2 separate regions of the Sus scrofa genome follow, and region 1 is linked to region 2. The links are chromatin contacts, called in public Hi-C maps. All regions are on one chromosome and are shown on one strand. Each heading gives the region's core, a stretch centred on a gene start, on an enhancer-like site or on the middle of the called end of the contact. The rest is flanking DNA. Distances are from core to core; before and after follow the strand shown. Region 1 overlaps LOC102160207 (a long non-coding RNA gene). Region 2 holds the start of TMPRSS2 (transmembrane protease serine 2).

Evidence for each region. Hi-C and Micro-C count contacts between places; a contact is called where the count stands out from the background.
Region 1: a Hi-C map of liver shows a contact between it and region 2, with 5 times the contacts expected there. The contact joins the enhancer-like site here to the promoter of TMPRSS2 in region 2. A contact is called at or near these places in 1 of 5 promoter capture datasets (liver) and 5 of 47 Hi-C or Micro-C datasets (epiblast stem cells, liver and skeletal muscle).

What each region holds. Positions count from the first base shown.
Region 1 is chr13:204,971,406-204,978,673 of Sscrofa11.1, reverse strand. It overlaps LOC102160207 (a long non-coding RNA gene), which reads right to left. Exons shown (of 4, transcript XR_002338084.1): 3 at 4,310-4,424; 4 at 3,645-3,831. Among named protein-coding and RNA genes, the nearest start is that of TMPRSS2, 70 kb to the right of the region's middle. Within about 2 kb of position 1,798, at least 34 of the 83 cell types and tissues checked have an H3K27ac peak or open chromatin away from gene starts, as enhancers often do. A contact at or near this core is called in liver, where this site is marked.
Region 2 is chr13:204,903,180-204,909,669 of Sscrofa11.1, reverse strand. It overlaps TMPRSS2 (transmembrane protease serine 2), which reads left to right and starts at 4,259. Exons shown (of 15, transcript XM_021071009.1): 1 at 4,259-4,280; 2 at 4,524-4,594. The coding sequence starts at 4,580.

The sequences.
Region 1 (7,268 bases), core at 549-3,048, 71 kb before region 2:
GAGATTCTGTCCAGACAGACTGAAAAATTGCTGGGAACCAAGAGATACAGGACAGTGTGCATGACATGAAGAGAAGAGATGGGGTGTCTTTGGAGTGGGAGGGGCCTTGATGGAGAAGAGGGTCTCAGGGCGGATCGCGACCCCCTGGGGCCCCCCACTTGGTATTCACTGTTCCTAATCCGCTTCATGCAGCTTCTCGCTGTTTTCAGGTGGGTGCTCTGGTTTCACCACCATCCGTGGAGAAGCCACACCGCTCCCAGCATCAGCATTCTGGACCCAGCTTCTCTGACCCACTTCTACCCATGACGTGTCAACCAGAGCCCCGGATTGCTGAAAACTTACAACAAAGAAATGGCAAATATTGACACAGCCCTGGTGACTCACGGGCACTGCCCTGGGAGCTCACACAGGCCACAGGGGTGTCACAGTTCCCACACTCCCCTGGCCCCTCACCCTGGACCAAGAGGAAAAGCAAGGCTTTCACTGATCTCAGCAGCCCCCCCCACCCTAGTCCCCAGTCCACACCCGCACGTGTTCCCCAGGCAGGTCCTGCGTGTGGCCAGAGCCCCACGGGAAACTGTTGTCTGTTTCCGCTGGTGGGTGGTCCCTTTTGCAGGCTCTCCTGCCAGATGCTCCTCGAACTCCTGCTCCTGAGGGGACGAGGGCCCTCAGCCACAGAGCCCAGGGCACACCCAGGGCACAACCCGGCAGCTTCTGTGTGGCCGGGAGACGGGGCTTCCTCTGCTTGGCACACAGGAGAGGCACTCACTGCTTGAACATGCCTGGGATACGGGCTCCCTGTCCCAGCATTGTTGGCGGGATGACAGGCCCCGAGCTCAGAATCTGGGGACAGTGGAGGACCCAGGTCGAGCAAACAGAACCTGAAACATGAGCTGGTGACAGGGACAGAACACCCTGGAAGAAGGACCCACGGTTCTTCTGGGTCTGAATCTAACCATCCCGGGCTCAGCTCTGGGCCTCTGTGGGGTGGGGGCTGGGAGGGGGCCCGTTGATGACTTGGCAGCATCTTTGGGTGGTGGCCCAGGATCTCTGCACCCAAATGAGCCTGTCGCCGACTCCTGCTCAGGTGCTCCTGCGGTGAGCACCCCTGGGCCCAGGCGCCCAGCCCCTCCCGCTTCTGACACCTCAAAGCCCACCCCCTGCGCCCCGCCCCCCGCCCCCGGGGTTGCTGGCTCTGAGCCTCACTGTCCTGCCTCCATGTCCTCATCTCTGGCTTCTGGCCCCTCCCTCCTCTGTGTGGATCCAAACCTGCCCCACTTCCTGGGAAGTACGGGTCCCTTGGGAACGGCCGGGAACACACCTCCGACCTAGAAAGACTTCAGGACCGTGGAGGTGCTGCTCTTGGCTGGGGAATTGGTTGTTATGGGGGTGGAGGGGGACACAGCATCCTTGTGTTCCTCACCGACAGACGGGTGACTCTCTGGGGTGAGCCCGGAGGTCCAGCCACAGCCCCAGTGGCCCTCTGGGGGGCTGTGAGCCCTGGGGTCCAGCCACAGCCCAGCTTCCTGCTACCTGTGCGCCCTTCCTGGGCTCTGCTTTTATCTTCGAAAGCTGTGGGGTTCCGTAAGCCTTTAAACCCTCGGAACAAGATCAATGGGCAGTCAACAGAGGCAGAGCTTTGTGGCCTGCCCGGGGAAGTCATGGGCGGGTGTCCCACAGCCTCGTCCCTGCCCTGAAAGTACACACGGGGCTGCTGGATCTCAGGCAGCCTGCCCAGTGCAGCTCTGCGTTTGGGTGGTTTGGCTCCTTGTGCTCCTCCTCCAGCAGAGCGCCCTCTCTGGTCACCATCGTAAATGCAGAGAAAGAGAGACAGAGACAGAGACAGAGAGACAGACAGAGAGAGACAGGCAGAGACAGAGACACAGAGACGGGGTGGGGGTGTTCTTCCATGGACCGGGCACCACTCCAGCCTGGCTGGTCGGCCTCTTTCGCAGCTGCTGCCTCTCCTTCTGTCATCCTGCCTAGCTAGCACCCTCCAGCCTCAGGTGGGTGGGGTGGGGTGGGAGGTGCTGTTCCCTGATGATTCCAGATGAGGGACTGGAGGTGCCTAGCGGGGCAGGACGTCAGCTCCCTGACTCCCTAAGCTTCGCTATCCGAGATGGATCCGGGCTGTATCCCAAGTGGGCTGGGCGGTGCCGGGCACGGGGACAGCTCCTCCCTCCAACGTCAGAGGCTTGGGCAGCTCCTCTTACAGTGAGACATGGGGTTTGGCTTTGATCTAAAGTCCTCGTGAGCTGTAATGCAATGCCCGCCTCTCGGAAGGGCCTGGGTTAGCACCGGCCACAGGGTGTGGAGGAAGCTGACCGGTCCCCGGGGCAACGTCCAGCCAGAGACTCCCTGACTCATCGTGGGAGGCAGAGTGCGTTTGCACGGTCGGCTCCCTCCCCCCCACGTCTGGTCTCTCCCAGGGGTGTTGAGTCTGGTTGCACCTGGATGACTCATTGGGAAGGGAGGGGACCAGGGCTTCCATGCAGTGGGGAGCCGGGGCGCAGTCAGGAGCCCACTGCCCAGATAAAGAAACGGAGGCTGGCCTCCTCCCTGCCTTTCCTCCTGCCTGGGAGGGTCCCTCCTCTCCATCCCTCTCCCACCTGCCGCCCTCTGCCTGGCCCTGAAAGACGACTCCCCGTCACCCCAACTCCTCTTCTTCCAGGCACTAGTCTCTGTTACCCGTGTCTAGGATGTGGAGGTGCTGCTTTTGGTCAGGGTTCCCAAAGCCCAGACGGCCCGTGGGTCTGCCCTGAGGAATCTGGAACCCCCGGCACTCATGGGGACAAACCTAACAACCCCTAAGTTGTTGGGATGGCTCGCAGCTGGTGGTTAGAGTAGGACAAAGCCGCCTAGGACCTGACGCAGGACAGTCAAAAATCCTTGACCTACCCGCCCCCCAAAATCTGATCACCACGTAAGTTGAGTTTCCTGAACGAATCGCCCTGACAGCAGAAATCATGACCCAGCACAGTATCCGGAACTTCAGGCAAAAGGAGCAGGGAGCCGCCGGCTCTCGCAGTCACATCCCCGCAACCCACACCCACTGCTTCTGCTTCCTCTAGAGGGACCAGCCGACCGTGAACAGGCCAACATTGGCCTCTGTTCATCCATCCTGCAAACCATGCATCAGGCCTCGTTCCTGGATGACAGACCGGCAGCGAATGTGGGGCACAAAGTCCCTGCCAGTGTCCAGCCACCATTCCAGGGGGCCTCAGAAGAGCAGATGTGTCTTAGCATCTTTTTTTTTTTTTTTTTTTTTTTTTTTAAGAAATAAGTGACTCCTTACAGTATGAAATAAAGGAATTGTTAAATTTCTGAGTACTAAGAGTTCCTGTTGTGGCGCAGCGGAAACGAATCCTACTAGGAACCATGAGGGTGTGGGTTCGATCCCTGGCCTCACTCAGTGGGTTAAGGATCCGAAGTTGCCATGAGCTGTGGTGTAGGTCGTAGACACGGCTCGGATCTGGCATTGCTGTGGCTCTGGTGTAGGCCGGCGGCTACAGCTCTGATTGGACCCCTAGCCTGGGAACCTCCATATGCTGCAGGTGCAGCCCTAAAAAGACAAAAATAAATAAATAAATAAATAAATAAAAATTTTGAGTACTACAGTAACATAAGCTATTAAAACATATATACTGATGTACTGTAGACTTTTTTCTAAAGGAAAGGAAACTGCAAACAGTACATTTACCAGTTTCATCAGGAAATTTAGATAAGCATGGGAACGGCAGGGGTCCGTCTGCCCGTCCCCAAGGAGAACCTGTGCTGATGGGATGGCGCTGGTCTCATTTCTCTCCCTCTTTTCCAGGCAACCTTCGTTCTCTGTGTAGGAGGTGAATGCACGGGGGTGGGCACTCCCGCATTGCCCATGGTCCTAGGAGACCCCCCCCCCCAGGGCTGCTGAGTTCTGCCTGGCCTTTGGGGGTTTCTGTGTCTGCTAAAAAGTCCGAATCTCCAGGCTGGGCCTGAGTCTCTCCGAGGCCCCCGTCTGCTCCTGGGCATCACAGCAGACACTGTGGATCCAGAATGGGGCTCCATGTCCCCCCAAACCTCTTTCTCTTTCTTGTCATTGTAGTGAATGAAGCGCCACCTGCTCCAGGTGGAATCTCCGCGCGCCCTGGGCTGCTTCCTGTCCCCTCCCGCCCACAGCCGGTCACCCCAGCCTCCCTCAACCCCGGCCCAGATCCAAGCTGCCCTCTCCTCTTCCCAGACCATCCCAGTGAATTTCCCATCACCCCCTTCACCCGGTACACCTGACGCTTCCCGGCCAGTTCCTCCGCGGCGGTGGCTGAGGTCTTACAACATACGGTGCAGCCGGATCCCGGCGTGACATCCAGGGGGGTCGGAATAATGTGCAAACTCCAAAACGGAACCTCCCTGCTCCTTCTGTGAAGTCCGTCTTCGCAAGAGGTGGTCTTCAGAGAAAGCCAGGGAGACGAGGATCAGTAAAAGGCCAAAAGGAAAACGCTGTTTAACCCTTTAGGACCTCGGCGCAACGATGCACCACCCCGCAGCATGCGGAAAGGTTGCTTCAAGCACCTCCTTCTCCTTCTCAGCAGCGGACCCAAAGGCTCCCGCCCGACCCCTCACCTTCGCCCAGCCTCAACCCTGCTCCGGCTGCGACCAGCCCTGGCCTTTCTCTGAGCCCCTTCACACGCTCCACGCCGCGGATTCCAGAAACCAAGCAATGGGCCATGCCCTTAGCCAGAGTCCTTGGCAAAGGGTCACGTGGACCTTTCTCACCTTCTCCTGAGGGACTGCGAGCTCCAACCACGCCGCCTTCCTGCTTGGTTAGATGCTGCTTTGGTTCAAGCTCCAAAGCCCCATGCCCTCAAAGGGAATCCCAGCTTCCCATCTCTCACAGCCCTCCAGCCTCTGGCTTTTAAAATGAAACCTTGTAGGAGTTCCCATTGTGGCTCAGTGGTTAACGAATCAACTGGGAACCGTGAGGTTGCGGGTTCGATCCCTACCCTTGCTCACTGGTTAACGATCCTGCGTTGCCGTGAGCTGTGGTGTAGGTTGCAGACGCGGCTCAGATCCTGCATTGCTGTGGCTCTGGTGTAGACTGCTGGCTACAGCTCCGATTCAACCCCTAGCCTGGGAACCTCCATATGCCACAGGAGGGGCCCAAGAAATGGCAAAAAGACAAAAAAAAAAAAATGAAAGCTTGTAGCACTGGGAACTCTGTCTAGTCAGTTGTGATGGAACTCGAAATGTGAGAAAAAAGAATGTATACATGTATGTGTAACTGGGTCACCATGCTGTACAGTAGAAAAAAATATATATATAAATAAATGATAAAATAAATAAATAAAATGAAACCTTGTTGAAGTGGGGCACCCCTCCTAACTTGATCTGATGGCAGCATCCTAGACTGATACCCCTGAAGTCACAGACAGCTTCCTCCTAAGTGTCAGCTCATGGCTTCAGAGGTGCTGACACAGCTCCACCCCCCCTGGCTTGTGAGCAGGACTTTATGGCCAGGGAGCAGGGGGTGGTGGGGTGGAGAGTCAAGGGGCCAGCCTATAACCTGTGTCTCCATTTTTTGTTTTCTGCTTTCTTTTTTTTTTTTTTTTTTTTTTCTTTTTAGGGCTAAACCTTCGGCATACGTAAGTTCCCAGGCTAGGGGTCAAATCAGAGCTCCAGCCACTGGCCTGCACCACAGCCACAGCCATGCCAGATCCAAACCACGTCTGTAAGCCATGTCGCAGCTTATGGCAACATTGGATTCTTTAACCTACTGAGTGAGTCCAGGGATCAAACCCACATCCTCATGGATACTAGTTGGGTTCTTAACCTGTGGAGCCACCATGGAACTCCCCTGTGCCTCTGTTTGTACTTTGGCTCTGACCCCACGGATTTCAGGCATGTCCGCTCAGTTAATGCACCGTGGAGCCAGGACTTGCATCCAGGTCTGACCACACAGAGAGATTTTTCTAATTACATATGCTACGCCATGGATTTGGAGGGATGGGTCTTGTTAACTCAAAAATAAAGTACATGTCAAGGAAATATCATTGATTGTGGCACCAGATAAGGAATACTATAACACTGGAGACAGATATGTTAACATGTCTACTTAACATGACTGTATCAGTTAGTTATTTCCTCCTGACAACCCTCCCCCGTTCTTAGTGTCTGAGTTATTTATTCAGCTGTAGATTGCGCTGGTCAAAACTTAGGCTGGGGTCATCTGTACGGTTCTGCTGTCCCCTGAGGGTCCCCTCGTGTGTCTGTGGTAAGCTACAGTCCAGCAAAATGCTGATTCTGCTCCTGGAGGTTGGCTGGCTGTTGGCTGGAGCGCTGGGCCAAGTGCATTCATCACCCAGCTGGCTAGCCTGGGCTCAGCCTCCTGGCGGAGGGGCTGGCTTCCGAAAGGGAAAGTGAAAGGATGTAGGGCCTCTGGGGGCGGAGGCCACATTCGATAATGTCCAGAGTGGGTCCCTTCACTCACCCAGATGGCGGGGTGGAGAAATCGACCCCACCGCTTAATGGCCAGTGCCACAAAATCACACGGCAAAAGGTGTGGATGCAAGTGGGCAAAGAGTTGGCGTCATTTCCATCTGCATCCACCCCAAAGCGCACGTGTTGATCAGGACCTTTACCTGGACTCTAAATTGCAGAGATACAGATACAGAGAATGAACAGGTGGTTGCCAGAGGGGAGGGGGCAGGGGAGGGAAAGAAATAGATGACGATGCTTAAGAGGAACAAAACTCCAGTTACAAAATAAATGAGTCACAGGAATGAAAGGCACAGCGTGGGGAATACAGTCAGTAGCAAAGTCATCTCTTGGTATCGTAGAAGATCGGAACTAGACCCAGTGATCATTTTGAAATGTACAGAAATAGCAAATTACTAGGTTGTGTCACGGGAATTAACATAGGGCTGTAGGTCAATTATACTTCAAAGTCAGCCAACAGGGAGTTCCCGTTGTGGCTCAGTGAAAACGAACCCAGCTAGTATCCACGAGGATGCGGGTTTGATCTCTGGCCTCCCTCAGTGGACTAAGGATCCGGTGTTGCCATGAGCTGTGGTGTAGATCAGATTCGGCTTAGATCCAGCATGGCTGTGGTGCAGTCCAGCAGCTATAGCTCCATTTGACCCTAGCCTGGAAACTTCCATATGCTGTTCCTGTGGCCCTAAAAAAAAACCATAGAAAAAGAGATCTGATTTGTGGTCACTTTGGTGGGGAGTGGAGGGTGGGGAACTGGATGAAAGAAAGAAAGAAGGTACGAACTCCCCGTTACAAGATCACTA
Region 2 (6,490 bases), core at 3,010-5,509:
CAGCGGGAACTCCCACCCTTGAGTTTCTAATCACAGAGAATAAAAGTCATCCCGCCTGGCCTCGCGGCTCAAGCCCCATTTGGTTCTAGAATGTGCTTGAGAAACGATCTTCAGAATTGGATCAAATGTTTTTTTCCGGTTTGAGGCAGTGTCTCTTCTAAAGCAGCCCAATCCATGTTGAAATTTATTGTGAGAAACTGGTTTCCCGGATTGAGCTAAACCTGCCCTCCTGATATTTCTGACCATTTTGCTCCGGGATTCATCCTGTGGGTTTACACTGAATGAACGGAGTCCCCCCTCCACGCCACAGTCCCTTAATGCTCTGTTATGTTGTCCCAGGGCTCATCAGGTGCCAAGATGCACACACATCTGATCCTGCCCCAAACCGTATTTACTTGTTATGCGCGTTTCACAGACTGACGGGGCAAGCCCTTCAAACTGTGGCCTTCACACAGGGTGGAGGACGGGTTCCTGGAGGGACCCGGCACCTCTCTGGCCCGCCTGTCACATGCAGTTGGCTCGGTGCGCCTGGCTCTGTGAGGTCCCCCAGGACCTCGGTTTGGGGGCTGCTCTTCTCTGCTCTCTCGCTTACGTTTCATCTTACTCACTTGGCCTCTGGGATGCCAGAAATTACCGGAACACTTTCTTTGTGCGCTCCAAAGCTAGATTTTTTTTTAAAAAAGGGATCAGACCCATGGGTTGCCCTAAAAAGTTTGTAATCTTGTTTAGACAATGAGGCATTCGTAGAAAAAGAAACTTGGACGATGCGGGCAGTACCTGTCCTGAGCTGGTGTCTCTCTCTCCGTCTGTCTCTGTCTGTCTCAGTGTCTCTCTTTCTCATTTTGGGGTCAGTTACCGTGGATGCCATTTCTCTTCTTATCTTCCATTTGTTTATGTCGCACTATTACTTAAATCCACCCCTGTTTGTTAACTTTCCTCTGAGAGTTCATTTTTCCCCAGCAAGGCACGGAGCATCTTTCCATGTAATGCCTAAGATGTAATTAGGTGTATGGGGTTTTATGCGGCGGCTGAGGCCCACAGGGATCCATGGATCGTGGCTCACTGGATGGGGAGTGTCCAGCATTGCTTGCTTTGGACTTTGAAGAAGGGTTACCGCATCTGAGGTCCAGGAACCTGGGGCTCCTTCCACCCATCCCACCTCATCCCACCACCTGTCTGCGCCTGGAAGGCACCTGACCAGGCCCAGGGCAGGAGCGTGAAGGGTGTGTTGGGGCAAGTCAGGGGAGCCTTCGTTATGGGGCGGCCCCTGACCCCTAGAAGGGGTGGGGGGTGGCATCTCTGAGTCTGACCTCACTTGCATTGGTTTGTTGGTTTTCAAAATAAGTCTTCAGCAGGTGCACGTGGAGGTCCAGAGGGGAGACTCTTCTTCTTGGGAAATAGCTTCATTAAATGGGATGCAGGTAGGAACAGTTTTCACACCTTGGGATGCAGGTAGGATTCCAGGGCTGGATCCCGAAGAGCAGCGGCCAGGCAGGTGACTCGGGGTGTGAGTCAGCCTCTGAAAGGAGAGCTCAGAGAGGCCTGAGATGGCCGTGTCCTGTCCTGTGACCATGGCGGGGCGGGACCTCGCCGGGAACAAAGAGGGGGCGGAGTTTGGGCACGTGTGTGGCTTGGCTCTTTGTCACTTCGAGGAAGAGCCCTTCCTCAAGGCTGGCTTTGTGGAACCAAGGGCCATCCTCCACGTCCTTTAACTGACAGGAAAGAACACTCGAGAAGCCGCATCGTGTCCCGCCAGCTAGGCTGTCTCGCTCCTTTCAGAAGCCAGTGGGAGAGGGTTGCTGTCTTGCCTGGGCCTGGAATTGCCTGTTTGAGATGAACCGCAGCAGGGAATGTGATCTCCTGGTCTCTCCAGTTGTCTCCCATCATCACATACACTCCCCGGGGAGACCTCTCTTTCTTTCTCTTTGGCCACAGAGAGCTGTAGGCAGCATACTCTTGTCTTCTCTCCCAAAGGCCATGGCAGCGGATCTGGGTGCACTTGGCATTCTGGCTCCAGGGTTCTGTGGGTCGTGGGAGCGCTGGTGAGATAGGATCGTGTGGTGGTTACGTCTGGGTCCCGGGCTTTTCCAGGCCAATCCCCGGCCACGCGGCCCCCCGCACCCCTGGCTTCCTGGTCTCTCGCTGTTCGGGGTCCCGAATGAGTAGGAAGCATGGGTTTCGGGCGTTGATGCCTCACTCCTTTCAGACGGCTCGTAAACCGGGAAAGCCGCCAGTGGGATCGAATGTTCATTTCCTGAAACTTCAACCAAACCTCTAACTGGGGAGATGGCGCGAAGCCACAGAGGGCAGAGAAACCAGAGAGACGAGACTGTTCCCTGGGGCAGGAGTCCCCTGAGACTAATCTGAAGAAGGCACAGAGCTTTTCCTGCCGAGACCAGAGGATTTTATGCTGCTGTCAGGTCCGGATCCCTCTCTCTTTACAGAGCAGCGGTAGGAAAGGTTATTAAATTGCGATAATCACACCCACTCAAAGGCTTAAATGTTGTGTGCTTTCAGAACGCCGCTCCCTTGCTGCTGTGTGCTGTCAGTTTTCTTCCCTCGTACCCGGAAAGGGGTTGACTCTGTTTTTTTTTTTTTAATCTTAAGAAAAAATCTCAAAGCTATCAGTACAAACTGGTTCTTTTATTTTATCTCTTTACATGAAGGGTAAATACACATTGGGTGTGTTTTTCTTGTGACCTGTTCCACGAGGTTTCCCAAGATTAAGCAGCCATACTTGTGTTTACAGCAAATTCGTGTTTGCGTTTTTTTTTTTTAAGTGTAATGCATCAAATAATAATTTTGCTTGGTGGTCAGAGAGGCGGCGCCAGGAGGGAGCTGGCTGTGCGGCATTTGGCCCCATTGGGTTTTCAGAGCTGGTGGATTTCGTGTTAGTCTCTTGAGGACACTTTTCTGATACACATCTGCAAATGCTGCCAATCGGGCCCATCCTGCTTCTGGGGGCTGTTCACCATTTATCAGCTTTATGATCACTTAAAAAATTCTTTCGTCTTGGGGTATAGTTGATTGACAATGTATTAGATTCAGGTGCACAGCCCAGTGAATCAGTTTCACGTTTACACACACATACCCATTCTTTTCTCCCTTGTAGGTTATTACAGAACCTTGGGTAGCCATCCCTGTGCTGTACAGTAGGGCCTTGTTCGTATCTATTTTATATATATGACCATTTTATTAACAAAAACGTATGCAGCGCTTCCTGCGTGCCAGGCACTAAGAACCTCACCATTGCCTCGTTTCAGTCCCCCAGCAGCTCTGTAGCGGGTGGTACTGTTACTCCTTTCCCTGCATCCTTCCCTTGCAGACAAGAAAACCAGGGCCTGGACATGGGAACCGATTTGCCCCTGGTCACAGCTAGAGCGTGACTGAGCTGGGGCTTGCACCCACGGTCGCGTCGCAGAGGTCATGGGCTTAGCAGCTGTGCTGTGCTGCCTGCTGTGTTCGAGCCCCTGCCTCGTGCCAGGCACTGAACAGATGAAAGCTGTTCCGTCCTGATCTGGTCAGGTCGCAGCCCAGATGGGTCCAGATCGAAGCTTTCGTCTGGGGACACCAGCCTTCGCATGGATGCGTGTAAAGGCCGTTTCTCGAAGCATTGTGTGGTTATCTCAAGGCAGCCAGGAGCAGTGGAAAAAGCCCTCGTTTGCTCAGGATGGGGAGAGTCATGTAGAATCAACTTTTCACGTGGCCAGTCTTTCTAGATGTTACGGTTAACTGTGCACACGTGTCAGAAAACAAGGCGACCCAGAGCTTCCGCGTCATTACTTTAGAAACCCCAGCGAGGTGGTGAATTTCTTTCTCTCCTGGATCTGAGGGAGCGAGCGGCATGGCTGGGGGGTAAGCATGTGGTTTAAGGAATTTTTAACTTATGTGTTTGTGAAGATGGGGGCGGTTCCATGTGGCTTATTTGGAAAGTCCGGTGTGGCTGCCTTCGGGTACTAAGCTCTAGGGCACCTGCTCCACCAGGGAGAGGTGGGGTGGGCTGCTGCCCAAGGAGTCTCACCGCACACACACTCCCGCACCTGCCACCGGGCCCGTGAGGTGTCTGCCTGTGTCTGGCGTTAAATCCTCTCCTGAACAAGCCCATGTGATGCCTGCATCTGCTGCTGCACGAGACTCGGCGAGGCCACTTGTCTGGTGACAGCTCAGGACATGGCATTGCCAGGAGCTGACCCCAGGCTTTGCCCTCCTTCCTCGGGGTCCCTGTGCCCGTTTCTCTTTGCGTTTGGTGAAGATGACGTTGGGAAAGTCTGGTCCTCCTGGTGGGTGCTGGGTGGGTGCGGGAAGCCCTGAACTCAAGCTGCAGGCAAGCGGGGCCCAGGCTCCTTTGGGACTAGCGGCTGCAGGAAAAGACGCTGCAGCGAAGGCTAAGGGGCACGGGCAGAGCCGCCCTGGTTCCCGAGAAAAGTGGCCCTCACCCAGAGAGCCTTCTGGTTCTTTCTTGATTCATCTTCTGCCAGCTCACCGGTATGGAAATTTTACAGTCTTGTCATTCTTTCTTTTAGGTCAACTTGAAAGTTCCAAATACTTACCTGTACCTGATGCTGCTGATAAAATCAGGATGGCTTTAAACTCAGTAGGTGGTTAATTATTACCTCCCTGGCCTTTCCTCTGTCCCCTGTGCCTTCTGTTAGTTCCAGCGGTACCTGTTGGTCAGCATTTTAGGAGCCACCATGGGGAACGCATGTGTCCTGTGGGTGCTGCGAAGGTGTTCCTGGGGTTAGGGGTGAGCAGGAGCGGGGCGGAGGGAGCCCCATGACAGGTGCACGGCTGGGAGTCTCGGAGCGGTGGGTGGTGTGGGTGATGGGCTTCTTCCCTGGGCTGCTTCTCTTCCTGCTCCAAGTGGGGGTGGGGCAGGGGACAGGAGCGGGTGCGGTGACAGATAGAGGCAGGATGGTGGTACAAGGGAGTGAGACCTGGGGGGAAGGAGGGCGGGATGGACCACCAGCTGGCAGAGCACAGCGGGGCCTCGCTTCCTGGTAGGCTGGGAAAGGTGGTGACAGAATGGGACACTGGGTCTATCCCTGAACTGCCCCCCACCCCCACCCCCCGCCTCACACGCAGACAAATGTCTTTATTCCCCCTGGCACCTTACCGATCGTCTTATACCTGGGAATAAGTGCCTTTAGCAAAGAACTGTAGTTCATAACAAAAATTTCCTCTCTCCTCTTTCTGGAAAATAGACCTTGGCACCCCCGCCCCCACCCCTTTATTGGGTAGTACTTATTTTCACTCAATCTTCTTAAAATTTCAGGGAGTTCCATGGTGGCTCAGCAGGTTGAGACTCTGACTGGTATCTATGAGGATGTGGGTTCGATCCCAGGCCTCGCGCAGTGGGTTATGGATCTGGCGTTGCCATGAGCTATAGCGTAGGTTGCAGATGAGGCTTGAAGCTGGCGTTGCTGTGGCTGTGGTGTAGGCTGTAGCTCTGAATCGACCCCTGGCCTGGGACCTTCCATAGGCTGCGGGTGCGGCCCTAAAAAAGACAAAAGTAAAAAAATAAAATAAAATTTCAAGTCTCCGGAACAGGAATTCACAGGGACAAACTGGCGCTCTTGCCCCAGCTCTCCTGGGGAGGACAGCCTGTTCCTAGATGCTGCAGATACAGGCCAGAGGCCGGCCGTGCCTCTTTTTTTTTTGCCTCTGGTTCCCCATTTAGATTAGAGATTACATGTTGTTTTTTCCTTCTGTGACCGGTCTGGTTTAGAGTGTAATCTTTGGACTTTTGAAAGAGCCGTTGGTTGGTGAGTTATTAAAACTCGCCCTGGGCTCATTGCTTTCTAATCGCGCTGCCCTGGGGGCCCCGCTGAAAATTCGGAGCACCGAATTGCTTCTGCTCAGGATGCTGGTCCTCCCTGGGCTCTCCTCAACCCAGAGCAGCGGAGAAATGACTCAGTGGGAACACATTTGCCCGGAGGATGCACAGATAAGAGGGCAAAGCAGCGCAAGGTCGCAGGCTGCTGGGGCCTGGGGGGAGGGGGGCTGGGGGGGCCGTGGTGTCAGAAGGTGGGCTCCTGAGGGCCAGGCCCCAGCGGGCAATTCTTAAGTAGGCAGAGGGGGAGGGGAAGGCATTCTAAGACAGAAACCAGCCGAAGGAAGGATGGAGCTGAGAGCGAGATGCTGTGGCAGGGTGCTCCTTCCACCTTTGGGTGTGTGTTAACGCTGTGCCCCAGAAATTCCATTCGCTGGGACAGGCTGCAGAAGGCACACGCTGAGCACTAAGGCCCGTGCTGGACAAAGCTGCTCATGGCAGCACATCTGCCAGCGGCTCCCTCAGTGGCAGATCCTTTAGGTCGATTTTGGGTTTTTTTTGCTTTTTTTAGGGCTGCACCTATGGCATATGGAGGTTCCCAGGCTAAGGGTCAAACCAGAGCTAAGCTGCTGGCCTGCGCCACAGCCACAGCAATGCAGGATCTAAACCGCGTCCTTGACCTACACCACACAGCTCATGGCAATGCCGGATCCTTAACCC